2 separate regions of the Mus musculus genome follow, and region 2 is linked to region 1. Evidence: chromatin contacts called from public HiChIP or PLAC-seq data. All regions are on one chromosome and are shown on one strand. Each heading gives the region's core, a stretch centred on a gene start, on an enhancer-like site or on the middle of the called end of the contact. The rest is flanking DNA. Distances are from core to core; before and after follow the strand shown.

Evidence for each region. HiChIP or PLAC-seq counts read pairs in DNA pulled down with a chosen protein or histone mark.
Region 2: an H3K27ac HiChIP or PLAC-seq map of bone marrow-derived dendritic cells shows a contact between it and region 1, with 2.8 times the contacts expected there. The contact joins two enhancer-like sites. A contact is called at or near these places in 1 of 15 datasets of contacts at CTCF or cohesin (pro-B cells), 16 of 484 Hi-C or Micro-C datasets (the HPC-7 cell line, LSK cells, the N1E-115 cell line and 11 more) and 6 of 115 datasets of contacts at active chromatin or transcription factors (the SCID.adh cell line, T-cell acute lymphoblastic leukemia, bone marrow-derived dendritic cells and 3 more).

Annotation. Positions count from the first base shown.
Region 1 is chr13:28,842,184-28,847,896 of GRCm38.p6, forward strand. All of the region lies in intron 2 of 2610307P16Rik (RIKEN cDNA 2610307P16 gene), which reads right to left. Among named protein-coding and RNA genes, the nearest start is that of 2610307P16Rik, 40 kb to the right of the region's middle. Within about 2 kb of position 2,543, at least 78 of the 459 cell types and tissues checked have an H3K27ac peak or open chromatin away from gene starts, as enhancers often do. A contact at or near this core is called in bone marrow-derived dendritic cells, where this site is marked.
Region 2 is chr13:28,929,182-28,934,894 of GRCm38.p6, forward strand. No RefSeq gene overlaps it. Among named protein-coding and RNA genes, the nearest start is that of Gm46406, 13 kb to the right of the region's middle. Within about 2 kb of position 2,765, at least 71 of the 459 cell types and tissues checked have an H3K27ac peak or open chromatin away from gene starts, as enhancers often do. A contact at or near this core is called in bone marrow-derived dendritic cells, where this site is marked.

The DNA.
Region 1 (5,713 bases), core at 1,293-3,792:
ACTGCTACTTCAGAAAAATGTAATACATCTTGAAACAGGGTTTCTCTGTGTCCTAGGCCAGCTAGAACTCTGTGTATCCCTGGCTGTCTTAGAACTGACTCTGTAAGTGACCAGGCTGTCTTTAAACTCCCAGAGATCCATCAGCCTCCCTCCACCTCCCCAGTGCTGGGATTAAAGGCGTCGGACACCATCATGCAGCTTAAAATCTTGAATTCTCAAAAATAAGATATTTAAGAGGTGTGACTACTGAAAAGTGCTTCATTTGTTTACACTGATTTAAAGAAACTTTAGATTTAGCTTTCCAAAAATAAAGGTTAATTCATGAGTACAAATAAAAAAATGAATGATTTTGTTTTTGTTTTTCGAGACAGGGTTTCTCTGTGTAGTCCTGGCTGTCCTGGAACTCACTCTGTAGACAAGGTTGGCCTGGAACTCAGAGATCAGCCTGCCTCTGCCTCCCAAGTGCTGGGAATAAAGGCATTCGCAAACAATGCCCAGCCCAAAATGACTGATTCTTAAATCAAAAAAAAAAAAAAAAAGTGTTAGTTTCACCCCCCACCCCCACCCCAACCCCGAGAGGGCCCTGTGTAAAAAGAGACCACTTTATTTACATTAGTTTCTTTCATTGTAGTGACCAAATTTCTGACAAGAGCAGTTTAAGGAGAGGCTCCTTCGGCTCATGGTTTGAGAAATACAGTCTCTATCAGGACTGGAAGGCATGGCAGTCAGCCTCCAAGGTGACAGGGACATATAGCTGGGACTCCTCGAATCTACACAGAAAAGGAAGCAAAGAGCTGACCAGAAACAGGCTGAGCTCTGAAGTCTCAAGGCCAGACCCCAGTGACTCACTTCCTCTCACAAGGAACTGTGGCCTAAAATTTCCCCAACATCCCAAAACAGGACACCAGCTGGGAGGGAGCAAGGTCTCAAAGCTGTGCACCTCTGTGGGGAGCTTTGCCAGTTATGTAGCAAAGGCAGTGGGCAGCAGTAGCGGAAGGGGGTGGGGGGAGACATCAGTTTAAAAAAAATCTTTACAAGTCTGTTCTTCTCCTCTTCCCTTATCTGGCATGCCATTGTCAACAGCATCTGAAACTGATAGGCACTAAACAGAGACAACTTGTTTTGGATCAGAGAACATCTGTTAGATTTCAAGTGGCCTTGGGCAGGTTCTCCATACCCTCAAAGGCAGAGTTGTACATTAGCAAACTCCTTCTCGGTTATTATATGTTTCTAAAAGTAGTAATGAATTGGGCATACAAAGTGCCTGGACAGATGGGGGGAAAAAACAAAAACAAAACCCAGCAACAGGAAACTCCTCACAGATCTATTCCTCACCCCGAGCTCGTCCCTTTGAGATTAAGTCAACACTGAGTATACCTGAAAGGAGGAAGGGGCTGCCTTCCTCCTAATGACAGGCGCCACACCCAGGAGACAGTCTCATGCACACAGCTGGCCTTGCTCTACCTCTGCTGAACTGTAAATGAGTGTTTCCCACAAGTCCCCTCTCCCATCTTTCCACACTGTCAGTAATGTAGCCAGGTGTTCATTGGTGGCCAAGGTCGTCTCCACTAGAGCAAGTGAAGAACTGGGGCAAAGTGGGAAGCGGGTGAGCTGACTGGTCATCATGAAGCAATGCTTCCTGGGATACCTCTACATTCGGATTCCTTTTGGATGCCCTTTGGAGGGGAAGGGGAGGGGGAAGGAGAGGGAGAGAGGGGAGAGGGGAGAGACTGTCTGATTGTCAATCTGTCTGTCTATCTGTCAGGGAAGAGAGACGAAGCTGATGCCAAAGTCAACACAGGCAAATTTAGTGTGCAAAATTATAGGCTATATTTTTAAAATACAGGAAAAGACGTATGATGCCAATGGGTGGTTTCAGCCCCAGAGAGAGTGGGAGTGGTGAGTCCCAGACGAACTTTTCTATCTTTGTCTAACTTAGACATGGACAGTGATGACCTCTGGGTCCCCTGCTAGACTTCCTCATTTCCAGCAGTTCCCAGAGTCACTTGGAGAACGCCTTTAACTACAAAACTACAAAAGTAAATACAACTGAAAACAGACTCTGGGCATTTTCTGGTGGAAAAAAAAATCTGTCTGGAGGGCTGGAGAGATGGCTCCATGGTTAAGAGCACTGACTGCTCTTCCAGAGGTCCTGAGTTCGATTCCCAGCAACCACATGGTGGCTCATAACCGTCTGTAATGGGATCCGATGCCCTATTCCGGTGTGTGTGGAGACAGCTACATAAACATAAAATAAATAAATAATTCTTAAAAAAAAAAATCTGTCTGGAAGGTGACTATCCCCTCCTTGGGGAAGTTCTCCAGAGAGTGCAGAAAAACAGTAAGACTCCAAATGTACCCCCCCCCCCCCGAATCTTCCACTGAGGAGTCATGTGACAATTAGGCGCTCATGGCCTACTATGGGTCAGACTGCTAGAAAATGGGACTCTGGAATACACAAAACTGACATCTGTCATGCTCACCCTTTCACCTCTGCCCTACTCCCAACAAAGTGGCTTTTTCCCTTCAATGGGCCCTCCATCACTCACAAATCTGGCTTTTGCAAATTGGTCTGTGGAATGTGTGGTTTGCCCAAGGACAAAAGACTCCTTTCAGTTCCCTGAAATCAAGTCTGGAATTCTGAGGAGAAGCTAGCTTTGGGGGCTTTGCATGGAAGGAGACATGCCCTCCCAGGGTGTTTCTCCGCTGATGATAAGTCCTCTTCCAGCCCAAGAGCTTCAGGCCCACCTTGCCAGGTTCATAATGGCATTAAAGCTTGCCCTCCCCTCTCTGCCTTTAACTCCTGTCCTCCATTCCCTACTGTTAATTAAGAATGCTCCCTTTGGTCTTTCTGTCTTCTGTACAACCAACTGTGTTTTCAGTGGAGCGGGGGAAGTGGGTGAGATAAAGAACTTAGACAAGTGAAGCTTGGGAAGGAGACCGGTGGCTTTTAATTTTCCTTCCATGAATGAGCTTTGAAGTCTGCAGCTATTCAGTCAGTCAGAGTGCCCTGTACCTCAGTGGAAAGGAAGCACCTTTTACAGGTGAGGGAGAGATTCAAGGCTGTGATCTATTTCCATACACAGCTCATGACAGGGCTGGAGTAAATTCATAAAGCCAGTGCCACATGAACTAACTAGAGCAAGTCCCTGTTACTGTCTTAAAGATGGATAGCATTCCCTTCAGGGCAAAAAGCTTTAGTTCTGGGTCACTGGAGTGCCTATCTTGTATTAATCTGTAGATGAGCCATGTCAAAGGACAGCCAGGATTGTATTTCCAGGTAAGACACCTTCCTTAGGAAACTGCCATGACAAATCCACCCCACCACACACGCACCCACGTACATATACCCTGGCCATGCCCAGCTAATCATGCATATTCTAATTTTTAAGAGTCTCATTCCAGACTTCCTGCCCAAAAAACTGCCAATCACACAGTATTCCTCAAAAGACGTCACCCTGCCTGTCTATGCAAGGCTGCAACTAACCAAAAGGAGGCATCCGCTGCCGGAAGGAGGAAGGACCTGCCCCTCACATTCATGAGGGAAACAGTATGGAAACACTGCCCAACAGTGCTGCCACCATTGAAGCATGAAAGAGGAGACATGAGAGACATGAATGGTGACTTGAGGTCGACAGGAAATGCCATGTTTTATGTGACAATCAAGCCCTCATATTCTCCTTCCAGCTTCCTCTCGTCCATCTTGCCAAGGGGGTCGGTCTCCTAAAAGGCCTTTGATAGAACAGAGCGCTGCTGTTTCTAGTCAGCAGATGTAACACAAAACCCCATGGTTCACCATGGGCCGTGACATAACACAATCCCAAGGCTGACTAATTTTTTTTATTTTTGAAGCATACATGGATGAATTGTAGCAAACAAAATAGAATGCATGTGGCAAATATGCTACATTTTATTTCTACAATGTGCAAGCTCTCTCACAAGGAACACAAACAGCCAGGTACAAGCTGAGGCAGAAGAACTGCCAAAAGTTCAAGGCCAACCTAGGATACTTAGATACATAGTCTCTAATTCCAGGACAGGCCAACCTACACACACACACACACACACACAGAGAGATATATAGATAGATAGATAGATAGATAGATAGATAGATAGATAGATAGATACACACACACACACACACACATATGTAAAATAACCCAAGAAGCAGAGGCATGTGAATTTTAGTGAATTTGAAGCTAGCCTGGTCCACGAGTTGAGTTCCAGGCCAGCCAGTGATACCCTGTTCTTAACAAATAACTACGAAATGAGAAAAATTAGTAATGTCACAAACAATATGCAAGTCCTTTAAAAAAAAAAAACAAAACTCTAGGGAATGGAGAGATGGCTTTACAGTTCAGAGGACCCATACCTCCAATTCCAAGAATACTTACTCTTCTAGCACCCACACGAACACACACAAATCCACACACAGACACACATACACATATGATTAAAAATAACTCAGATAAATCTAAAAAAAAAATCAATTCCAAAAGTATAATGATATCAAACAACATTGCTGGTATATAATCTCTACTCTTTATATGGGAACTTGGGTCCTTGGGTCTTAAAATAAAATAAAATAAATTAAAAACAAAAACCAAAAAACCCTGACCAACATTAGAAAGTTATCTTAGCCTCAAGTTGAGCATGGTAGCACAGCACAAAGCCTGTAAGCCCCAGCACTCAAGATGCAAGAGGCAAGGGCAGGAAAACTTCTGTGAGTTAAAGGCCAGCCTGGTGGATATATTACAAGTTCAAGGCTAGCCAAGGATGCAGATTTCAGGCTCATATTCTCTCTCTCTCTCTCTCTCTCTCTCTCTCTCTCTCTCTCTCTCTCTCTGTGTGTGTGTGTGTGTGTGTGTGTCTCTCTCTCTCTCTGTGTGTGTGTGTGTGTGTGTGTGTGTGTGTACATATTCATTCCCCTTTGAGAACAGTATTTATCTCAGTCTCCCACCCTTCCACTCAATGTGAGGGTGTACACTTATGTCCAGAATACAAACCCTGAAGGAAACAAGGCCTTCCAGAACTACCTTTGTGGTGGACAGAGTAGTAACCCTACAGGGCTGCAAAAAGTCTTAGAAAGTGCTCTGAGCACCCTAGGGAGGAAGTCCTAACTCTGCCCCAGTCTAGCACCTCAGAAAAACACCTCCCTGGGTGTCCATCCACCATCAATCCCCCTTAATTCCCCTCCCGTGGCACCTCAGCTGACTCTCCCAGAGCACGTGCGGTCCACTGATGGGAGTGATTCCATCCACACAGAGTCGATTTTCATCCCTAGACACACTCTTCCTTCAGCCACAACTACCCACGTATTAGTCTTCCATTATAAAATAATGCCCTGCTTTCAGACTCCCTCTCTATTTTGGTACATCTTTTTAAAGCAAATGGCACGCCATTAAAATGCATTTGTTCCATTGAGTCAGATTTTCAGACTCATTATGATGCTCACTGTTGACACAATAGCTCCTTCAGACACACAACAATCTGTCATAAAAGACCCATACTTGGATGGATGACAGAAGTGTTTTGCAAAAGCTGGCTTCTCAAAGCAGTTGCTGTCAGACATACATTAATATCATCCTAGTTAAAGCGTATTTATTCTAGAAAGTGCAGACCATTTAAAGAGAAAATTACTTCATGAGCTATTTCTGCAAGTTCAGTCACTTCTGAGATGGTGGTGATTTTAGACATTCACTAATGCACTTGT
Region 2 (5,713 bases), core at 1,515-4,014, 87 kb after region 1:
GGAAATTAGAGCAAATGCTTGAATTCTCGCCTGTTTGTACATTTTAATAATATTATAAACATATGCATCTAGGGCATAGAAGGTATATTCAGGCATGGATTGAGGACTTCAGGGACATTTTTTTCTTTCCTGATTAGACACAAAGATGGAGAGCACAGACAAGAGGAAAACTGTTCCTCTCCACCCCACCCCACCCCCATCATGCTTGGCTGCTTTGTGACAATACAGTGGCAGAGGTGATAGAGCTCTCATTGCATCTTGATAAGGGTGGAAATGGAAGAAGGGAAGAGACTGGGTCTCCAAGACACTGAAGGGCTGCTCAGGCAACTAGAAACCACACAGTTGGCTTCTTGTAGCTACAGTAGTGATACTTATAATAAAATCCACATTTAGCATTGAGTACTGGCTTTATGTACCTCACACACATACATACATGCACACTTATGCATATGCACACATATATATGCTTACAAGCATGCATATATATGCATACATACACACATACACACATACAAACACACAGAGACATAAAGCATGCACATATACAAACACACATAGACATAAAATATGCACATATATGCACACAAGCATACATATATACAAACACATAGATGTGCATACACATATATTCATACAACCGGAGATTTAAATTCATTTTAAAGTAAGTAAGTTTCTCTTATGAAGTGAAAGGTGAGTGTTTCTTGTGGGTTTAAATGCTTGTCTGGAAAAGGATTCTTCCGTAGAACAGACAGGATGAGAAACTCAGGAAGCAGGTGGGAGGGAGATCCTGGAATCTTCATTATCCCACCAAGGAAGGCAAAGGCAAGTGGAGTCCTGCTCACTCTGCCTGGGGTTGGGAAGCAGATTTCAGATCGTTGGAGCCCAATGAGAGGAGCAGAGCCGGGAAAATCAGACACAGGAGATCAGAGGACTCTCCCACCAGCATCCCTGGGGGACTGAATTATGCCTGGAGCCAGGTGCAGGCCTGTAATTCCAGCCCTCTGAAAACAGAAGCAGGGATACTATGAGGAGTTCAAGACTGGCTTGGGATAGAGTGAAACACTGTATCAAAAACAAACAAACCAACAAGCAACGCCCCCTCCCCCAACAAAAACCAGAACCAAAAATATCCAAACAAAACCAAAACAACAGAGCCAGCCTAGAGAAGGAACCATGGAGACTAGTCAAAGGAATCTGAGGGAGAAGCCTTGTCCTACATAGTGAGGTTTTTAAAAGGCTGAAACTGTAAACAAAACACAGGGACCCAGAAAGGATGGGGAGGAAGGTTACACAACCTGAACCTGATTTGGAGCCACGTGCTTGGGGAAGGGGCGGGACTTTAAAGCATGCCCCAGGGGCAAAGAGTAAAGAAGCAGTGACAGACCTGCCCAGGCTTAGTTTAGGAAAAAGCAGAACAGCTCTGTCCTTGTGTTTGCCCAGTTTCAACAGTTCAGGAAAGGAACCTGAAGGTGCGAGCTGAGAAGTGGCCCCGAGTCTGCCCAACTTTGACTCTGAGTCCCTGTAGGACTGTGTCCTAGTGAGCAGACAGACTGACTCAGACAGAAGGACAGATTACAGGGCTCCTCAGTAAATTCCATAAATATTCGAGATTTTCATCCTACGCTGTGGTCACTGAAAATGTAAGTCTGAAATAGCATGGAGAACGACCATGCTCAGTGAAACTGTGTCTTGTTTTCAAATGGGCCTTCTCAAGCCGAGGCAAATGTCAAGTTTAATAAACCAACGCATAGATTCTCATGGCAGTCTCTATTCCAACGCATAGATTCTCATGGCAGTCTCTATTCCAACGCATAGATTCTCATGGCAGTCTCTATTTCTACTTTGAAACTCAAGATCTGCAGATTCTTCAGACATGCTATGTGTGTGTGTGTGTGTGTGTGTGTATCTGTGTGTATGCATGGTGTGTGTGTGTGTGTATGTGTGTGTGTGTGTGTGTGTGTGAGTGTCTGTGCATCTGTGTTTGTGTGTACATGGTGTAAGTGTATCCATGTGTGTAAATATTTGTATGTGTAAGTGTGTGTGTTCTAGGAGTGGCGCTGGGGATCGAACTCCGGACCTCATGCTTGCTGACAAGCACGTGTGAGACAAGAGTTGGACCAGTCCGTGGATATTGTTCCTCTCAACCTGTCTCCTTGCTTAGGATGTCAGGCTATGGTCAGCCTCTTGGTGGCCTTTCCCTCTTGACCCCAGCTGCTCCTGATCCCATACCCTCCGCCCACAAAACAGGAAGGAAACAGGAATTGGCTGCTCATCAATGGCCTCTCCCCCATTGTCCAGCAGGAAAATTGCCCAGTCACACACACCCTGCCTCCCTCCCTGCTTACACACCCCAGACTTGCCCTAGGTCATCTCTTGGCTACTCAGACACTCCTGGAAGGCCAGAGTCTGAGAAAAAGAACTTGCCCCTTTCTGTCACAGGGGTGAGAAGGACACAGACTAGCCTCTGTCACAGGATTTTACCTTTGTAGTTCCTCCAGTACCAACCACCTATATTTCCAAAGGTGCATTTCAGAACTTATCCCTGAATATCATTCCCACCCCCAGGTGCATTCTCAGGAGGAAAGACTGGCCAGAGGTTCCCCATTGACCCCACCCCCAAATGCTCCAGAACAGGACACTGTCAATCTCTCCTAACAAACAAGAACAACAACAACAAAACCAAAACAACAACAACAACAAGCTGTTTGAGGCCTGAGCAGGCCGGTTCTCATGACTGCCTTGGTGACTCATTCTTTTGTCCCTTGTGTTTCAGAATTTCTTTCTCAGAAATCCCCTTGATGTCATCCCTGTTTTCTTCCGCTTCCATTAGGCAGATCAAATGTCTTTTAAATATCAGCTTCCAACTGGGCCAAAACACCCGAAGGAACAGGAACAGTAGGAGGGGGAGGGACTGAGGTGTGTGTGTGTGTGTGTGTGTGTGTGTGTGTCTGTGTGTCTGTGTGTGTGTGTGTGTGTGATGTGTATGAGGAAAATCACAATTTGCATCTTAACTTTACTCAACTTACAAACATAAAGTAAAAACTGCACCATCACCTTCCTGCTAATTGCAGGACTCTCTTTTTGAGCCCTCAACTCCTCCTCCACCTCCCTCCTCTCTACAAGCCAATTAAAAAAAAAAAAGGAGGGGGGGGTGTGGTGGGGGGGTGTGGTGGTGGTGGGGGTGGTGGTAGGGGTGGTGGTGGTGGTGGTGGAGGTGGTGGGTGGGATAAAGACATCCAACTACTGAGAAACAAAGCTGATAGAGAGGGGTCAAAGATGAAGACCTCTCTCTACATCAGGGGACAAGAAAGCAAGGACAACATTCTTTTCTGTTCCCTAACTTTAAAGGATCCGCACGGTTCTTTCCCCTTCTCTCCTTGTGCACAGGACTGGCCTAACCAGCTGCCCAACCAGCTGTCATCTTTTACATAGATAAGAGGACCCCAAACACAAGGTGAACCTTTCTCCCTGCTAGTGTGTCAATGAAATGGAGCTGAGCTGGACCAATGATTGTGCACTGCTGAAGCAAGAGGATCAGAGTCATCCTGTGCCAGCCAAAACCACTTTCGAAAGTTGAGTTCCACAAACATTAGGTAGGGATGCTGGGGCCTTTATACCCACAAAAGTGATCCACAGAATAGAGGACGAATAGATCTAAGCATGACCAACTTCCAAGAAGATTTTGCGACTTTAGAAAGACGTGGGGGTTGTGAGACACATATGGATTGTGTAGTTGTTTTTTGGGGTTTTTTTTTTGGTGTTTTTTTTTTAAGTTATCATATCTTATTTATTTATTTGTGTGAGTATGCTTGTGCCTGGGGTTGAGGGGGGGGGGGAGGTTCTACACACATGCCACAGTCCACATGTAGAAATCAGAAGACAACTTTGGAGTGTCACGTCTCTTCCTCTGCCACGTGGTTCCAAGGATCCAACACAAGTCATTTGGCTTGGGAGCAAGTCCCTTTATATGCATGGAGCCACCTCATCTATTCTGATTAGTAATTTGCTAGTTTATTTATTTTGAGACATTATTTCCTATATCCAAGTTGGCCTTGAACTCACTGAGTATCCAAGGGTGATCTTGAACTTGGTACTCTTGATTCTACCACTGGAATGCTGAGACGACAGCTGTGCACAGCCCTGCATAGACTTTACATGGCACTGGGATTGAACCTAAGGCTTTGTGCGTGGTAGACAAGTACTTTGCCAGCTGAGCCTTAATGTCAGCAAGAGGCTCATTGCTGAATGATGAAGCTTGTGGTCTTCAACATCCCTTCTCAAGAACTTAGAGGACTCAGCTGGAAGGTTGCCTGACCCTCTGTCCCCAGGGAAAGCACTGGCAAACCTGGCTGGGAAGTTATCTGAAGAGACGCTTTAAGCTCTCAGTAGTTCACTGAGTGCCAGTTACCACCGGGCACAACGCCATGTTTCCATGCTGCCCCTGGTTTGTATTCATGAAGGAGGTCACATTCTCCTGTTGCTCACTGGCTTCCGTGACCTTGGATACATTTGCACATGATCTGGCTAGAGTCAAGTAAAGTAGTGAATCCATATAATGCCCAGAACCCGCCGACGTGAACTCTGAAAGCGAGCTTCTGCTATTGAGTCGCTCCCATCTTGGTGAAGATAATCCTGCAACTGTGCACACGAGCCTGAAGCTCTACATGAACATCCTGGACAGCTTCAGATAACATTTTCACGAAAGGTCGGCATATGGTTTGTGGATTGCATAATAAATAGATGGTTCTCAGACCTTAACTTGAGAAATATTGTTAAAGCATTCCATTAGGGGATAATCCTATTAAATTAGAGAATTTGACAGAAGGGGGATTTGTAAAGGAATGTAATGTTCCAAGGGACATTAAATGTCTGTAAAAACACTGAATATATCTGTAATAATAACTCCTTGAATTTGTGAGCCGTCTGTAAAAACATCGAGTGTTCAAATGTGCTGCTTTAAACACTGCACAATTATAAGTAAATTCTGCGGCCGACTGGAAATGAAGCACCTCTCTCTCTCTCTCTCTCTCTCTCTCTCTCTCTCTCTCCCTCCCTCCCTCCCACTCCCGCTTTCCCCATACCCCTCTCCTTCTCTCTGGACTAGCACAGAGAGTAATTGCATTAATTCTGTCTTTTGGTGGCTAAACCTAGGCATCTGCCATTTCCCCAGAATCTCCTCCGCCCCTAATGGGAGTGGGTATCACCCACAACACAAGCCTCCTCTGAAGCAAGGGCTTGCAAACACATTGATAATGAATTTCTGACATGTTTTTGCCTGCATTAGAAACATGTGTGCTTAACTAAGGCCATGCAGGGGTCTGAATTTCACCTCAGCGTGGTAAATCTGAATTTCCAGGTGTGGAGACAGAGCATGTCCATGCTCTACTGGAAGCCCAGATAAACCTTGTATACACTAACAACAAAAAAACAATTGTTCTGCCTGGCAGGCTACTTAGGTGCATGTGCGTCTGTGTATGCCTGTGTTTGTTTGACTTTTTGAGGGAGGATCTTGATAGGTACCCTTGGCTGGCCCAGAACTCCTATGCAGCCCTCAAACTTAGGGCAAACTTCCTGCTTTAGGCTCCTGAGTGCTGGGTGTACTGGTAGGCAAATCGGCCTGTCCAGCTCTGTGGAGAATTAAACTCATGAGTCTAAAGACAGGCTAAGCTGTCACTGAGCTATAACCACATCCCCATGGAATTTGGGGGGTGGG